Linked DNA regions of Mus musculus: region 2 is linked to region 1. The links are chromatin contacts, called in public HiCAR-type maps. All regions are on one chromosome and are shown on one strand. The core of a region is the stretch at or near the end of the contact, and the rest is flanking DNA. Distances in the headings are between cores, read along the strand shown.

Region 1 (4,085 bases), core at 1,163-3,662:
GGTGAGGGATCAAGTAAGTCCCACCAACATATGGGAGTTTCAATCAAATCTTCCAAACAGGTCTGGATTCCTTGCCGCTCAAAGTCAATGGCTGTGATACCCACAGCCAAGCGTACTAATGCTAATGATGCTAATGCTGGGGGAGGTATTTGGTTCTGAGTGAAGAGTTTAGTGGTCCTAATTTGTAGTCACAGCATTGCAGACCCATTCAAGACAAGACTCACCTTCTCACCCTCCTCCAGAGTATCTGCAGTGTGACCAAGTGGAAGCGTTTGTTTCTAGCGTTTGTTTCTAGAAGCCCTAGCTCCTCTGAATCTTGCTTGACTAGGCATGGCCCAAGACTTCCGCCCTTCTTTGGGCTCCAGTCTTCAGAGGCACAGCCTCTATTTCCACAACCCAGATGAAACTAGGGAGAGATTTCTCAGCTATATTTGGGGTCTGGTTCAGGAATGAGGAGAATGTGGCCTCAAATGCATACCCTTTTTTATAGGGCTGAATCTAATGCCCATAATCTCTGAACTTGCCCCCAAAAAGGGACAAAGAAAGAAGGCCATCTAGAATAGAAGGTGAAATGATCTGAAGTCTAAGGCAAGGGCAGATTTATACCACGAGGAGAGCAAAGCTGAGGTGGAAACACTTTTCTCAACTCCCATTCTACCTAGGGGCTCCCTTGAGCTTCTGCCTTCTCACATGAACGCTATACAAGAAACGCACACAACCTGAACAGCAGTAGAGGAAAAACAAAACAACAACAAAAAAATCAAAACAAAAAAAAAACCCCAAGAAACCAAACAGGAGACCTCTCCTTATTATTATTATTGCCGGGACTACCTGGAGCGTCCTAAGACCCAGACCCTTGGTGGAATCAGGTGGCTTTCATAGTCCCTCTAGAGGACTTCACGTCTGTCTTCTCCAGATCTGCTTCTCCCGGGTCTCAGGCAACCTAGCCACCAAGCACAGATATTTTATCCCTCTTAGGATAAATGGCTTCGACCTGGGAGTAACAGATTTAAAGGACGCCAGAAAAAAATTATCATTAATTGTAAAATACCTGCTGGTACTTCACTTTAGAAGAATGTAATTGGCAAAGGGTGTGTGTGTGGGGGGGGGGAGGCGGCTGATGAATAGATAATAGATCTTTAACCACCAATAAACAGAGAGCAGCGCCAGCAGGCTGGGGGGATGTGATCATAATTATGCCTCAGCGTGAGCCAATGGGGACGAGAGAAGTCGGCCCTAAAATCATCCCAAAACCGAAGGCAAGCTCGAAAATGCGGACAGGGCCTAGGACCGGAGACACAATCCTAAGTGCCAGGTTGCGAAACCTGGATTTGTAGAGCAACCCAGCCCTGGGACAACAGATGTCAGAATAAAAATAGGTACAGTAATAATAGCAATAATGGGAACAGTGTCAACGCCACTAAGGACAATGGAACGATAACACAGTCATAACTTCAGCTTCTGACCTAGGACCCAAGACTCCTTTCCCAAATAACCCCACATTTCCCAGAAAGAGCTGTTTTGGGGACAGAAGTGACCACCCTCCAGAAAGGATAAGCAGAAACTCTTGGGTGCAAGCTGGAAGTCCACTGCCACGGTACAGGCGCAGCTGGCCCCTCAGGTTTGAACTTAAAAAAACGAACCAGCCGGGTCAAAGACTGCAAACGCGTGGACCCTGGAACCTCGAAGCTACGCTTGGTTGGAGGGGTGGGAGGACCCCCCCCCTCGAGCGCCTAGGAAACCTCGGGAGTTTTGCTGGGGGTGGGGATTGGTAGGAGTGAAGCGGGTTAGCCCTTGCCCGGAACCAGTCCCCGCCCGCTTACCCTCGCCGGGCGCCCGAAGCCATCTCAGTGACCCGGGCGCGGGCCTCCAGGGGACAACCGCAGCGGAGCTTAGGGTGTGAAGAAATCTGCGTGTCCGTCCGTGATTCAGTCCCATCAGCTCCAGCGCCGCAGGCTTAGGATCCAGGGGTCCGCAGCAAAGGCAGCGCAGCCCCGAGACTCTGCAGGGACCCGGGTGCCCCGGTGGGAGTGGTGTGGGTGCAGTAGGAGGCGGTGGCTGAGGGGGAGGAGGAGGGGGAAAGAGGAGGAGGAGGAAGAGGAGGAGGAGAGGAACGAGGAAGAGGAGGAGAAGAGGGAAGCGGAGGAGGCGAAGGAGGAGGAGAGAAGCCGCAGCGGGCGCCGCAGGAGCGAGGGAGCTAGCCCGGAGCGCAGGGCGAAGACACCAAGAGGTCGGCGGCCGGGCGGGCGGCTGGAGGCACAGCCGGGGCAGTAGCGCCGACTCCGTTCCATTCTGGGCCCGGATCCAGGCCTCCGGGTTCCCAGGCGTTCGCCTCCCTCTGACGCACTTTAAAGAGTCTCCCCCCTTCCACCTCAGGGCGAGTAATAGCGACCAATCATCAAGCCATTTACCAGGCTTCGGAGGAAGCTGTTTATGTGATCCCCGCACTAATTAGGCTCATGAACTAACAAATCGTTTGCACTACTAGTGAAGAAGCGAACACTTCCATGGATTGTCCTTGGACTTAGGGCGCCCTGCCCGCCTTTTGCAAAGGAGAGAAAACTTTTTTTTTGCCTCCCCGAAAACCCCCTCCCTGCCTCTAACTCCAATCTCCCCCCCCCCCACGCCACCTCGCTCAAAAAAATATTACCCCAATCCACGCCTGCAAATTCTTCTGGAAGGATTTTCCCCCCTCTCTCCAGGTTGGGCGCGTTTGGTGCAAGATTCTCGGGATCTTCGGCTTTGCCTCTCCTCCCCCTCCCCCTCCTTTCCTTTTTCCTTTCCTTTCTTCCTTCCTTCCTTTCCTTACCCCCACCCCCACCCCAAACAAACGAGTCCCCCATTCTCCTCGGTCCTCGCCGCGGGCAGCGGGCGGCGGAGGCAGCGCGCCGCGGTCGCCGGGAGCAGGGAGCCCAGCGCGCCCGCTCCTCGGCGCAGCATGTTTCAGCCGGCGCCCAAGCGCTGCTTCACCATCGAGTCGCTGGTGGCCAAGGACAGTCCCCTGCCTGCCTCGCGCTCCGAGGATCCCATCCGTCCCGCGGCACTCAGCTACGCCAATTCCAGTCCCATAAATCCGTTCCTCAACGGCTTCCACTCGGCCGCCGCCGCCGCCGCCGCCGGCAGGGGCGTCTACTCCAACCCGGACTTGGTGTTCGCCGAGGCGGTCTCGCACCCGCCCAACCCCGCCGTGCCGGTGCACCCGGTGCCGCCGCCGCACGCCCTGGCCGCCCACCCCCTGCCCTCCTCGCATTCGCCACACCCCCTCTTCGCCTCGCAGCAGCGGGACCCGTCCACCTTCTACCCCTGGCTCATCCACCGCTACCGATATCTGGGTCATCGCTTCCAAGGTACGTGCCACGTCGCGGAACTGAAGCACGCCGCTCCGGTCGCCTCCTTCATTGCGCCCGGCCTGCTCCGGGTGGGCGCTCCTCGAGGCCTGGACGGGCGGAGGTCAGCCCGGGTTCTTGGTTCTGAAACTGGGCAGCTAGGGGCCCGAGAGGCTTTGGTCCCCAGTCTCTGAAGCTCGTTTGGGTTACTGGCTTGCCCACTCCTTGACCCTTTGTAAAAGGGTGCAAACGAGGTGTCCCGTGGTTCGGGCCGGGGTCGGGCTGGCTGGGACACGATGCTGGGCGACGAAGCCCGCTGTCAAGAAGCTCTGAGCCCGCGAGGTCTTTGAATCCTGTTTCCCTGGACCGTGTTCCCGGCCGGTCTATCACTCAGGGACTCGGACAGGGCCACATGGCCAGGTTCACTGGACTTCAACTCTGCTCTACACTCACTCTATGTCCCCCCAGCCCAGACCCGCAACTTCTAGGTCTTCAACCCCTTTAAGGAGACAAGGAGACCTTGGAAACCTCAGAGCAAACTGTTTCCTTCCTCCTGCTCTGGAGGCCCAGGGAGGGGCGGGAAGAGAGCGAATAGAAACCTCCACAGCTCCACTAGTTCTCTCAGCGACCTGTTTAACCCGGGCACCCGCTGGACGTGGCGGGAAGTCGGGTTCCGTTTGGTCTTTGGTTGCTGATTTTTGTTTTTGTTTTTGTTCTTCCTGAGAGAAAGAAAGAAAGAAAGAAATTAAGAAAGAAATT
Region 2 (4,085 bases), core at 530-3,029, 230 kb after region 1:
CCTCATATACCTGCCTGTCCCCAGACTAACAAAAGACAACATGGCTTTGACCTGAACATAAATGTGCTTTTAGGTAACAATCCCAGGGCTGGGCTGAGAGCTTAGTTGGTCACTCACTTGACTAATAAGCATGAGGACCTGAGGTCCATCTGCCATGAAAATGCTCACTGGTCAGCCAGCCCATCCTACTTAGAGAGCACCAGGCCAATGAGAGACCCTGTCTCAAAACACACAATGGTTCAATGAAATGGCACTTGAAGCTGTCCTCTGACCTTCCCGTGTACATGGACACATATGCACATATACCCACGCACACACACGAACTTGCATGAATATGCATCACCACCCCACCACCACCCCACATACACAGACAAAAAGGAAACTCTAGACCAAACTGAAAAATCGCTCCATGTCTTCCAGCATAAATGAGGCTTGCCATTCCAGCCAGGAACCCAAGAGGTTTAGCTGAACTATGACCCAGAGGACCCTGTGATATTTTCCTTCTGTGCCACATATGCAGATGGGCTCGGAAGACGACCATCTCTCCTCAGTGGAAATCATGAATTTTTATGAATCTGGTCCAGAGTTCCCAGAATCCAGTTGGGTGCACTTTGCAGACCCCAAACCGCCGTCGCCACGGAAGGCTTCATTGCTTGCACCTGCTAAAACATTCGAGGCATTTGAGAGGTGGTGGACACATTTGCTTTCCATTTTTTCTGGCTTGGGAAACCTTTGAAGTGTTTAATAGTAGAGCCCGGGAAAGGCCTCTACCTCTTAATCATTTACTCCCAAGGCACATTCACGGCTGGTAGCCTGTCAAGCAGAAACTGAGCTGAGCCCGCTTTATTAAGTGTCACATGGGTACTCACTGTTCATTAAAGGTGTTTTAAGGTTTGAATTATGTAATTTATGAGAAAGAGAAATAAAAATTCCATTGTTTTATTAATATGTGGTCCCAAAAGGCAAGTTGAGCTAAAGGACCCGAGGGCGTGGTTAGCGGTGATCTTCTGCTCCCTGCCATCTGTGTTGCTCTGACCTCCCACATCTATGCTATCAGCCCAGCCAGTAGTTCAGAACTCTGGGGGAGGACCCCTGATGTCCCTTAGACACGATGTGTGACAAAGAACCTGGGACCCTGCTTTCCTATGTCCTCGGCCCATTTTCTAGAAAGGTTTAGGACAAGCCACAAAGAAACACATTCCTGGAGTGACTCCAGGTGACCTGTGCCGTGCAGACATTAAGAATGAATATGGCTAACCCTTAGGAGGGAGGGGAGTGGGCTTGGAACCAGGCATTGCCTCAGGGTGCCAGCACGGCTTCACGTAGCTGACCTCACTGCAGGAATGCTCGCCATTGATGAATGGATAGATTATCCCTATTCTGCAGAAGAAGACACAGTGCTGCCAAGGACTGTGTCAGGCCAGTGGGTCATTCCAGACCAATCTAGTTTTCAGAGGACCCTGTGGCTAGAGAACTGGAGCCTTGTCTGAACTACAAGTTCCATTATGCTGGCTGTCTTCATGAGGGATACTCTGCTACAGATTTCCCTGAGGGGTGCTCATGACGTCATTTGATGTGGTGAGTCCCAGCTCTTCCTCCCGAGGTTTCCATTCCCTTCCTTGGCTTCCGAACAGAAACGGGAAACAGCCTTGCCTGCCCTACTTCCTGACACAAGAGGGTTCTTTTCCAAAATTCAGGCAGCCAGAGAACATGCAGACCCAGGTCACCCTTTGCTAAGCCATGCAGCTGAAGGTATTTCTCACCTACACCAGCACCACACTTTCCTGCCCACACAGAGAGGATCATGAACCTGATTTGGAAGTATTTTTTTAATTAAGTGACTCATGTTTTACAGGTGCAAAGTTGCACCAGGCTTTTCCCCTTTAGTCAGATTTGTGAGCTTTCAGCTCTGAAAGGCAACGAAGGTGCTAAGACTCTCCTGAGACATCTAACAGGCCTGATGCGGGGACTTGAGTACAGGGTAGCTGTGAAGCCTGGCTGAGGCCTGGGCAGAGCTGGGCAGGGCAAGCAGGAACTGAACTTCTATGTGGCATATCCCTACAAGCAGGGGCAGAGTAGGAAAGGCACTGTTTGCAGGAGGTGAGGCAGTAGGTCAGATTTTACGAATGGACGTCAATCATTAACTCACTTAATTTTGAACTATCAATTCCGCGGATGCTGATATTCTGATAATGCTGGCTGCTAGCAATCTGCACTATAGTCACCGCTGCCTTTGATCTGCCAGCTCAATTTCCACAGGCAGTGAAACCACAGGCCTCTGCTGGGGTCAGACCCTGGAGAGTTCTGACATCTCCCAGAGCATCATGGGAACTCTGAGATGCTTGTCTTGAGATGTCCAGAGAACTTTGAGTACTAGCTACAGAAGAAGCCATGGAGGATCTATTAAGTTATTCATGTTATAGATGGTTCCACTCAGGGTTCAATACCAGATCCTAGGAAGTACGTTAACTCAGTCAACAAGAGAGACAAGCAGGGGACAGTCACAGAATGCAGGACTCCCTGGATACCTTGCTGGGGCACACAGCCAGCTGTGGGAGATGGAAGGGCATTGGGGAAGGCTTCCCAGAGGAGGCCATGTCTGAGCTTAAACTGTAAACTGGTGGAGGAGGAAACTGGGCAAAGGGCAGAAAAGAAAAAATTTGAAATGTGTCTGAACATAGCAGGAAAGCATGAATGATCTTTAAGAGGAGAGAGGGCAACACAAATAGATTGATACCCCACAAGTCAAAGCATACTTGAGAAAAGGCTAGATACCCAGAAACCAAAGCATGCTGGGCAAGGCGTCAGCTAGCATGCGTTGTTCAGGGTGACCAGATTGGAGTCTGACATTGCCAGGGCCTTTCAGAGGGACGCTTGGTAGCAGGACCAAGTCTAGATGCATGTGCTGCCAGGGGACATTTGAGATACCTACACCCACGGCTAGGTCCTAGGACATGACAGTCCCTTAGTGTCCCTAATGACATGACTGTGGTAATTTGGTGAACCACACCTTAAGGGTAGAACTCAGGGAAGTAGACAATAGCCACAGGGAAGAAAGAACTCCGAAGATACCTGGAAGGTATGCCTTTCTCAACTATAATGGGATTTAACTAAATCTTTGGACTCGATCCTTCAGGGTATTTAAAACCAAGAAAAAAATTTTTTTGGACTGTAGACATGCATTCTATAAAAGCTATTCCAGGCAGCCATGGGTAGTAAGCCCCACATTCGCTATCTTGGCTTCTTACAAGTCAGAATTGCTATGAGATGCAGGGACCAGGGGCCATAAGAACAGGTGCTAGAGCTCATAGCAATTCTGACTTGTAAGAGACCAAGACAGGGAACGTGGGGCTTACTACTCAGCTGTCAAAAGTCAAAATCCCTAGACACAAGTTCCACGAAATTGGCATTTAGCATTCTCTTGGATGGTGTATTGTCTAGATGGACTACTCTTCCCACTTAAATGGACATATAAAGACCCCATTCTGCCTGTAGAGCCAATTCCGGGGGAACAGAGAGAGGACATTGAGTCTCAACTCTGTGCTGGTCCTTTGCTTGGCACCTTGAAGATTTTAAGGAGCACTGTCCCTCCCCCCGTACCTCCTAAGATAACTCGAGTGGTCCGAATAGAATCCAGAGGTTCAGGGTGGAGCTCACCCTGTACTGAATCTCAGTGCGAGTTGGGGCCCAATTTGCTTCTGGGTCTTTCTGAGGTTGTTGGTGCCACATGGCTGGTGGTTGCCCATCCTCACACAGCACAGAGGGTTTGGTCAGGTGTGACTTATTTTAGGAGATGTAGAAACATAGATTTAGAAGCCCATATTTTCAGAAGATCTGTTATTTGTAAATATCACCAACTTTATGATTTCTAGTACACTGGGTATTTTTTGAAAGCATCCAGTTTATTGATTAAGCTGCTAACATGAAGGTCTTGACCTATGGATGGCATTTGTTCTGCAGGAGACAGGAAATGAACACAAAGACTTTACCTGCCTCCAAGTGACAGAGAGGACAGGTCTTGGCCTGCCAAACGTGGGAGGTAGATTTAGAACTACAGGTATCAGCCCCAAGTTGCCATCCAAAGT

The links. HiCAR-type assays count read pairs that join an accessible place to other places.
Region 2: a HiCAR-type map of kidney shows a contact between it and region 1, with 4 times the contacts expected there. The contact joins the enhancer-like site here to the promoter of Emx2 in region 1. A contact is called at or near these places in 2 of 39 promoter capture datasets (hippocampal neurons and liver), 6 of 484 Hi-C or Micro-C datasets (cerebral cortex, nephron progenitors, neural progenitor cells and 1 more), 11 of 115 datasets of contacts at active chromatin or transcription factors (craniofacial prominence, embryonic forebrain, embryonic limb bud and 6 more) and 3 of 9 other capture datasets (adipose tissue, embryonic tail and pancreatic islet).

Annotation. Positions count from the first base shown.
Region 1 is chr19:59,456,278-59,460,362 of GRCm38.p6, forward strand. It overlaps Emx2 (empty spiracles homeobox 2), which reads left to right and starts at 2,413. Exons shown (of 3, transcript NM_010132.2): 1 at 2,413-3,347. The coding sequence starts at 2,939. It also overlaps Emx2os.
Region 2 is chr19:59,685,307-59,689,391 of GRCm38.p6, forward strand. The region is part of intron 2 of Gm41878 (a long non-coding RNA gene); the gene reads right to left. All of the region lies in intron 1 of Gm46661 (a long non-coding RNA gene), which reads left to right. Among named protein-coding and RNA genes, the nearest start is that of Gm46661, 5.5 kb to the left of the region's middle. Within about 2 kb of position 1,780, at least 14 of the 459 cell types and tissues checked have an H3K27ac peak or open chromatin away from gene starts, as enhancers often do. A contact at or near this core is called in kidney, where this site is marked.